2 separate regions of the Mus musculus genome follow, and region 1 is linked to region 2. A link is a contact called in public Hi-C data. All regions are on one chromosome and are shown on one strand. The core of a region is the stretch at or near the end of the contact, and the rest is flanking DNA. Distances in the headings are between cores, read along the strand shown.

What was found. Hi-C and Micro-C count contacts between places; a contact is called where the count stands out from the background.
Region 1: a contact with region 2 is called in a Hi-C map of adipose-derived mesenchymal stem cells, with 2.8 times the contacts expected there. The contact joins the enhancer-like site here to the promoter of Eif3e in region 2. A contact is called at or near these places in 2 of 39 promoter capture datasets (both in the 3T3-L1 cell line), 1 of 15 datasets of contacts at CTCF or cohesin (the NIH/3T3 cell line), 4 of 484 Hi-C or Micro-C datasets (the G1E-ER4 cell line, adipose-derived mesenchymal stem cells and cortical neurons), 1 of 115 datasets of contacts at active chromatin or transcription factors (the SCID.adh cell line) and 2 of 9 other capture datasets (adipose tissue and pancreatic islet).

Annotation. Positions count from the first base shown.
Region 1 is chr15:43,437,359-43,441,974 of GRCm38.p6, reverse strand. It overlaps Gm10373 (predicted gene 10373), which reads left to right. Exons shown (of 3, transcript NR_046064.1): 2 at 2,203-2,392. Among named protein-coding and RNA genes, the nearest start is that of Gm10373, 37 kb to the left of the region's middle. Within about 2 kb of position 3,159, at least 18 of the 459 cell types and tissues checked have an H3K27ac peak or open chromatin away from gene starts, as enhancers often do. A contact at or near this core is called in the NIH/3T3 cell line and adipose-derived mesenchymal stem cells, where this site is marked.
Region 2 is chr15:43,279,847-43,284,024 of GRCm38.p6, reverse strand. Eif3e (eukaryotic translation initiation factor 3, subunit E) reads left to right here and starts at 1,289. Exons shown (of 13, transcript NM_008388.2): 1 at 1,289-1,422. The coding sequence starts at 1,333.

The DNA.
Region 1 (4,616 bases), core at 1,910-4,409, 160 kb before region 2:
TTCAAATAGGATTTTAACCACAGTTTTGCAAGATTTTCAGTGGCTATCACATTTTAACAAAAACCTAATTTCGAAACTGTTCATTTCAAAGCCAAAATTAGACCTCTCTCTCTCTCTTTATCTCTTATCAAACTATAATTAATAGTTTTCTTATTAAGATGTGCATAGAAATTCATTCATTTTTCTAAAGGAAAGAAATCAAAATAATAGTTCTTTTTACAAATATTAGTTAATATTGAGTAGTAGTAAAATTTTGTCTACATTATGCATCAGACTTCACACACACACACACACACACACACACATTTTTCAATGCATACGTATCTTAACTGCAGTTTCTCCTTCCTCCTCTCATCCCAGTCTCTCCCCACCCCAAAATTCGCTCCTCCTCTATTTCCATTCAGAAAAAGGCAGGGCTCTCAGGGATATCAACCAGCCATGACCTATCAAGTTGCAATAAGACTAGGCACCTCCCTTCATATTAATATTAAAGAGGCAACCTAATATGAGGAAATTGGTCTCCAAAACAGGTAAAAGCATCAGAGATAACACTCCCTGCACACACTGTCAGAAGACTCACAAGAAAACCAAGCTATACAACTGTAACATGTATAGATGTAACATGAAAAGTGTCTAAGTCTGTCCCATGTAAGCTTCCTGGTTGTCAGTTCAGTCTCTGTGAATCCCCAGGAGCCCAAGTTAGTTGATTCTGTGACTAGTCTTTCATAAATGACATGAATACTAGTTTTAAAACTCACTTAGAGCTAGGTTTGTTGTGGCAGGCCTGTAAGCTCAGCTATTAAAAGGGTAACGAAATTAATCTCATGACTTTAAGAACTGCATGAGTGACAGAACTCAAAGCCAAACTGTGCAATTTAGGGAGACTTGATATCAATATAAGACTGGAGAGATAGCTCAGTCCTGGAGTACTTGCCTAGCATATGTAAGGCACATGGTGTAATCCCAAGTACTTCCCCCCAAATCCAGTGTTTGTAGTATGAGATCTCTGAGAGGAAGGTTTTGACAATTTTCTAATACATAAAAGTAGAAATCATCACATTGTCATGAGAATGAATATAAATCTGCAACTGACGGGGCTGGGGAGACAGGAAGCTTCTTCGGGAAGAGACAGAGACCTGGGATAATGGAGGTGCCCAAGAATCAGTGGGGTGTTCTTAGCTGTGGCTCACAGCATTGGGAATATGGAACCTGAAATAGCCCCCTCCTATAGCCAGGCAGGAACCCCAATAGAGTGATCAGGACACCAACTCACCAACAAAACTTTCAACCCAAAATTTATCCTGTCTACAAGAAATGCAGGCACGGAGGATGGAGCAGAGGCTGAGGGAATGACCAACCTAACTAGCCCTAGTTGAGACCCATCCCATGGACAAGCACCAGTCCCTAACACTATTAATGATACTCTGTTATGCTTTCAGACAGGAGCAAGTTGCCCTCTGAGAGACTCCACCCAGCAGCTGACTCATACAGATACTGACACCCACAGCCTAACAGTGAATGCAGCTTAGGGAATCCTTTGGAAGAATAAGAGGAAGAATTGCAGGCCCCAAAGGGGATAGGAACTCCACAGGAAGATCAACAGAGTCAACTCGCCTGGACCCTTGTGGTTCTCAGAGACTGAACCACCAACCTAAGAATATGCATGGGCTGGACCTAGGCTTCCCCGCATATATGTAGCAGAAGTGTAGCTTGGTCTTCATGTGCATCCCAAACAACTAGAGTTGGAAGAGGAGCTACCCTAAATGCTGTTACCTGCAAGCAGAGTACGTTCTAACTGGGCTGCCCGGTGTGGCCTCCATCAAAGAGGATGCGTCTAGCCTCACAGATACATGATGTGCTAGGGTGGGGGTATACCAAGGGAGGGGAGGTTCCCACCTGCTCAGAGGAGAAGGAGAGGGGTATAAGGGAAAGAACTATGGAACAGGGCAGTGAAGCAAGATGTAAAGTGAGCAAGTAAAATAATAATAATAATAATAATAATAATAATAATAATAATAATTCATTTTAATAAAAAATATACAAATCAGTATTCATATATAGCCCTTGATAGAAAAATATAAGAATTTTCTAAAATGACACATACTTTACTTTATAACATTACTGTTTGAATGTAATAGATGGGTCTTGTATTACATTTCCTAAAAAAAACAATGTCAGTTTTTCCATCATATGACTTTTCAGGTGAAGGAAGATCTATAATGAAGCCAATGTGAAAGTTGAATTCACCAGGTCTTTGCTTAATCACCAGTTCCTGATGACTCATTGAAGACCCATGGCTTTTCATTTGTTGCTCAAGAGAGTCACACTGTGTTCTACCTGCATTCTTTATGCGCAGACCCAGACCATAGTTCATCTCTTTTCATAACTTCAGGTTTGTCACCTCAAATGTTGACCACTGCCCGACCTAAAAGAAGTTTCCATATTAATTTATCCTAACCATCCGAATGCTTCCTTTACTAATGTTTCATAGCCTTTAATGATTCTATCTATGTGTTCATTGCTTTACTTTTTACACTCCATTGCTATTGGATGGAATTGATCTTAAAGACAAGTGGTAGTATTTTGCTAACTATAGATATGCATTGGCTGCTACAGTGGCTGGTACATAAATGATAATTAATAACTCTTAGTTAAATAAATATCTTGTATTTCTTTGGTAATAGTTCTATTTATGAACATATATCATGATTTCTTAGTTATACTATTCTGTCTTTAAACATACACACACATATATTTAATTTTTTGAGAATTTTCCTGGAACAATGTTTTAAAAGAAAAAAATGAATAAAAATTAGGTACAGTTCCTTTGAAAGAACCTGTATAGATGAAAGGAACCTAAAATGTAATGTGCATAGATCTCTCCATTAAGTTCTCCATTAACTACACCTAACTCTTGATTGAATGGGTTTCTTCTTGTCTCATGCCCAACAATTGCAAGACGTTACATCAGGGTACTTACTATTCATCTCACAGTTTATACGGTGTGACCTTTGATGTAACCTCACTCTTTCTCCATCCTCCCATAATTGCTGTTGATTTCATGCAACAAAATGCCAATTGGGCATCACTATGATAATCCAGTATCATCAAAACTGCTGTGATTAAGAGAAAAAAAAAACCAGCTGTGACTATGCTAAACTGACCCAGTGATGACACTCACTACATGGGTATGGCTCTAAGTCTGAACTGTTCTGAAAATATTTTAATCATGACACCATATTTTCTTTTCTTTTTTTTTTCCTTTCACTGTCAATTTACATTAGGAGCCATCATCTACTTTTATTAACAATTAGTTTTCTTTATTTTTACTTCATGAGATTTAAAACAACATGGCATAAACAAGTGCATAGCAGCCCCTTCAGTAAGTACCTCCTGAACTCTTAGCTCCCAGCTACTCCATTTCAATACTTGGAGGTAGTTTCAGCTTTACTGATGAGGCAATAAAATTAAGAGAAAAAAATGGAAGTGTACTAAATGTGTCAGTAAGAATTAGAGTTTCTCAAATATGGTTTCCTCTCAGCAGCAGCAGTTGAGCCCTCTGCCCCGCTCCCCATATTTTAGGCCATTGACTTATGGGTTCTCACAGTGAGGAGTTCAGTGTGTCTGGAGAGGATCTGCCATCTGTGAAGAAATGTTTTGGTTAAAAGATCTGCATCAGAGATTGGGAATGTTGAAACACAGGCAAAGAAAATAAATGTCCTGAGGGACTTTAACTTACAGAGAGCATAGCTACCTCATGAATATATTGTGTGGTTGGGGAAACCCAGATATTTCAACTCTGAGGCAATAGTTAAAGCAGAGAGTAATGGATGTGATGACAGTCAAGGAGATGACTTGGATACTCCAAGAATTATGCTTTCTTTTCAATATTTTTTTAGCTGAGTCTTTAGGTAAGAAACTCATACTGGGATTTGTAGGCTCTGCTTATGTGTGAAACAATGGATTAGTACCTACTATATACCCAATGCTGTAACAAAAGTTTTCTGACTTTAAAAAATGCACAATGTGATAAGCAAGGAATATACTCCACATATGGTATTTGGTGCTGAATATCTGTAAAGAGTCACACAAAGGAAGAAGTAACTCTTGATTGGGTGTGAAGGAAGACATCAGAGAAGATATGGACCCAAGTGAGGCTGACTTTAGTTTTTCTGAAAGCCATATTTAAGTCAAAAATTTTGGTGTAATCTCAGGTATAGAGGAATGGAGATCATGAGAAATGCAGAAGTATCATTAGGTAACTGGCTGTAATGACCTTAATTATGACATTTGGACTGGGTCTTTCAGACATAGCTGTTGAATCACTTTTTATTTCAGTCCTCATCCGAGTCCCCATTTAGACTTCCCATCCATGCTAGCTATCATCATCATCGTCCTAGAGGCCTCAGGTCAATTTGCACTACAAGAACCAGTGCACTCTCCGTAGAATCTGGAAGATGCCAGAGAATGAATGACACCATGTTTTGAAGGGTGTTTTTAAGGATTAATAATGAGGGAGGAGAAAGAAGGGAAACCTCATGGTTTTTTTTTCTTTTTTTTTAAGAATTATTTTTTATTAGGTATTTTCCTCATTTACATTTCCAATGCTATCCAAA
Region 2 (4,178 bases), core at 40-2,539:
TAGAGAGAGACTGGTTGAATGCGTGTTATGGTTTGTATACGCTCAGCCCAGGGAGTAGCACTATTAGAATCTGTGGCCCTGTTGGAGTAGGTATGTCAGTGTTAGTGTGAGCTTTAAGACCCTCATCTTAGCTGACAAGAAGCCAGTATTCTGCTAGCAGTCTTCAGATGAAGAGGTAGAACTTTCAGATCCTCCTGAACCAAACCTGCCTGGGTGCTGCCATGTTCCTGCCTTGATGATAATAGACTGAAACTCAGAACCTGTAAGCCAACCCCAATTCAATGTCCTTAATAAGAGCTGCCTTGGTCATGGTGTCTGTTTACAACAGTAAAACCCTAAGATGTGTGTGTGTGTGTGTGTCTGTGTGTGTGTGTGTGTGTGTGTAAATTGGATTTATTTGAATGGATTACAGGTTATAGTCTATTCCAAAAATGTCTGTCTCCCAATGAAAAGTCTAAGAATATAGTAGCTGTTCAATTAAGGCTGGATGTCCTAGGTGATCTTCAGTATAAGCTGGAATCCAGGAGAACTAGGTTTTAATGTCAGCGAAAGAATGAACTTGCCAGGGAGAACAAGGGCAAGCTAGCAAAGGGCTTAATCTTCTTTTTCTATACTTAGCCTGCCTAAAGGTCCAGATTAAAGGTGGATCTTCTCATCTTAGTGATATGGATTTAAGATAGGTCTTATCTTAAATAGCTTAATTAAGAAAAATCTCTCACAGATGTACCTAACTGCTTGTGATTTTGTTAGATTCCAAATGTAGTCAAGTTGACCACCATAAATAGCCATCACATATATTTCAGTGATCTAGTTTCTAGGCTTGATCATACTTGCCCCCATTTGTGTAAGGTGAATTACCTAGATTTAACCTCCCTCACCTCTCTTTCAAACACTCTTTCAGCTTAATTTTATGCATGGTTTTCAGTTCCATTAGTAAGTTACCCAGAGTTAATAGTGTATTGCTTTAGTACTGATCTTTGAGACCTAGTTGTAGTTTCAAATATGTACTCTTTCCACGTAGATGTCAGGCAGGCTATACTTCGTCTACTTATGTGTAAAACTAAACTCTTGGGTTCTTTCCTCCTTAAAACTAGCTTTTCTTTATTGGTACAAGAAGCGACAGAACTTCCAAACAAGAGAAATTATGTGCAAAGTTTGAGCCCCACCCAGAAGGCGTGGGGAGGGAGGGAGAGGCCACCACGCGCAACTGCTGCCGTTGTCATCAGCACGCTTGGGCGGGGCCACTACTGCACATGCGCAGTGCGGGGCCTGTCCGCCTCTCGGAGCTGTCAATAAAGTTTTAGCGAACAAGCGCTCCTTTCCCCCGGCAAGATGGCGGAGTACGACCTGACTACTCGCATCGCGCATTTTCTGGATCGGCACCTGGTCTTTCCGCTTCTTGAGTTTCTCTCTGTGAAAGAGGTGAGGAAGCTTTGAGAAGGAGGACGGCGTAGGGACGAGAGAGGCGCCTGGAGACGCGGGGAGGCGGCGGCAGGGCCTACACACGTGCGAGCCGGAAGCCGGCTTGGGCCGCCCTGACAGACACGGGCTGGGCCCTGGGACAGCAGCTTCCCGCGTATCGTAGCGCTGTCGGGGTGCTCGGGGCGGTGGGACTCGGCTGTGCGTCCGGAGGGGTGAGGTGACAGCGCGGGGTTCTGGCGACGCCGGGGTCTTTGCTTCCTGGCCCGAGGCTCAGGATCCTGCGGGCGGCCATGTCTGTTTTTGCCTGAAGCTGCGTTGGCTGAGCGAGTGCTTTGGGCTCGCCACGGATGCTATTGGAAATTTCAGTTTTCTTTTTAGAAATTGAGTCTATGGCCTTGGATTTGGGTTGTGTTCAGAATCCCATTACAAGATTCTCTTACATTTCAGGCATTCTAATTTCCTTGAAGTTGTGGATACTTTGCTGTGAATTTCCTGGTCATCGATAGATATTTATTTCATAGGAATGTAGCGTACTTTGTCAGATGAGAGTGAGGACCAAGAATAACCCACAAGCTGCAATGTAAACTTTGTTTTTAGTGTTGATGTTCAGACTTAACGAAGTATGATTCAGTCATAAATGTTCAATGAGATGTCCTAAGTATGTAGTTTGGGGACTTAATACGTTTCAGTCCTGAATTTAGGAGTTTGTTTGGGGGTACTGAGAAGAAGTATTGGATTAGAACTATTATGGCTAACTATATATTGGCTTTATGGAGAAATTGATGCATTTTACTAATTACAGTAAGTAAAGTGTAAGGCTAGAATTTTGTCTAGCAGAGTTAGTAAGTTGTGCTTTCTGGACACAGATTATAACAGGGAACTGCAGATTCAGGGGCAGGTATTTTGTGTTCACTGGCAGTTTTCTAAAAAGTCTAGTAAAACTGTTTTGATGACATATATACGCTTCCAGATAGCTACGGTTTATATGACAGGTATAGTATTTATATTCATAGGAAGTTTTCTAAACAAGTGTATTGTCAGCAGGGAACAGCAAAATTAATTTTCAATAAATGCTGAAGAATGTCTTGACAGGTGGGTCATGAGCTTGATGGATATATTCTTTTTGCATTGAATTTTGTAGTCTGCACACTAGAGAGAAAAAGTTCTGACTGTCTTTTGTTTCATTTTCTGAGTATATGATATATATATATATAGATAGACAGATACAGATATAGATATATACATATTGAAGTCTCTCACCTTGCTAGTGTAGCAGAGATATTTTAGATCTGCCTGAACTTAATATTTTTGTGTTTTTTAATGCATTTATGTTTTTAAGGGAAGAATGTGTAAGTGTAGATTGTTTATTCATAGGCAAGGCTATAACTGAGACTCGGGAAACATCTAAAAGAATGTTATTACCGGGGTAGTACGGTGGCTTTAATACTTCAAGAGGAAGACCGTTCCTAAATATTGAGACATAAACTATGAAAAATCCAAGCTAAATCTCCAGCATCTCACCATTGAAAAATGTAACCTTTTTATAGATTGATGTGTCTGTAAGGTAAAAATGATACATATCAGGCAAGTATTGACTAAATACTGTTAAAATTCAAGAATTTCTGTTAACCATTAGTGGGCAAAAAAAGTACTTTGAAAGGGGGAATTGAGTCTTGGAAGCTAGGTAATTAGGACAGAGGCAGTGGTCATGATGTTTGCCATTACTGATACATTTGTATATTGGAGTATAAAAGTTCCAGGAGAGAAAAACTGGTTTCTAATCTAGGTTCTCCACATGGCCTCAGCACTTGAAATAGTTCTGCATAAAGGCTTTTAATAATCATTGAATAGTTAAATGAATTATGAATTTGCATGTCACAGTTTATTGTGTGAAGTGTCAGGTTAGAGGGTGAGTGCCAAGATAAGAAGAGTGGGTTTTGAATTTGGGCATGGGTTAGGATCGTCCTCTGTCTCGATTCCTCTGCACTTCAGAGGTTTGTTTTGTTTTGTTTCTGGTTTTGTTCTTTTGTTTTTTCTATTTTAACCAGCTTCTCAGTCATTCTACCTCTCAGTGTAAGCTCTGTTCACCTGATTTGTCTGACTGTTGTGGAGGGGTTGTTTTCCCTTTGAGATAAGATCTTGCTTGCTAGGTAACCCAGGAGGGCTTTGAACTCCTTACCTGACTGTAATTTTCCCAAGGGCTGACTTTACAAAAGTATATCACCACCCCCAACTTTCTTTTTCTTCATATAAATGAAATTCACCAACAGGATTTTATACTTGTTTAATGTTTTGAACTCCAATCCCTTGATGTGACAAGCAGGCTGTCTACCACTGTGATCTATATTCCAAGCTGTTTTTAGAAACAGAGTTTCCCTGTGTAGTCCTAGCTGGTCTAGAACTCCCTACTCCAGAGGTCGTCCTGAGTATTAACAAATGTATACCAGCACCCCTGGCTTCACGAACTAATTCCTGAGTCATCTTTCCATCTGTGAAAGTCACTGGCCCTGTGACGGCAGTTATGAATACTGACCATCAGTGCTGATGGTTAATTTGTTGTAGTCTACCAGTTTGTTCATCCATTCTAGTACTAAACGACTGTGTACTGTAAAGATTTTTGGGAATTATACTTTAAATAGATGTACTCTTGTTTTAATATCTTACAAAGTTGGTGAGTCAAAGCATGTATGATGTCAGGAAATAAAAACCTTTTTTTCTTTTTTGGGGGGGAGGGTGGGTTTCAAGACAGGGTTTCT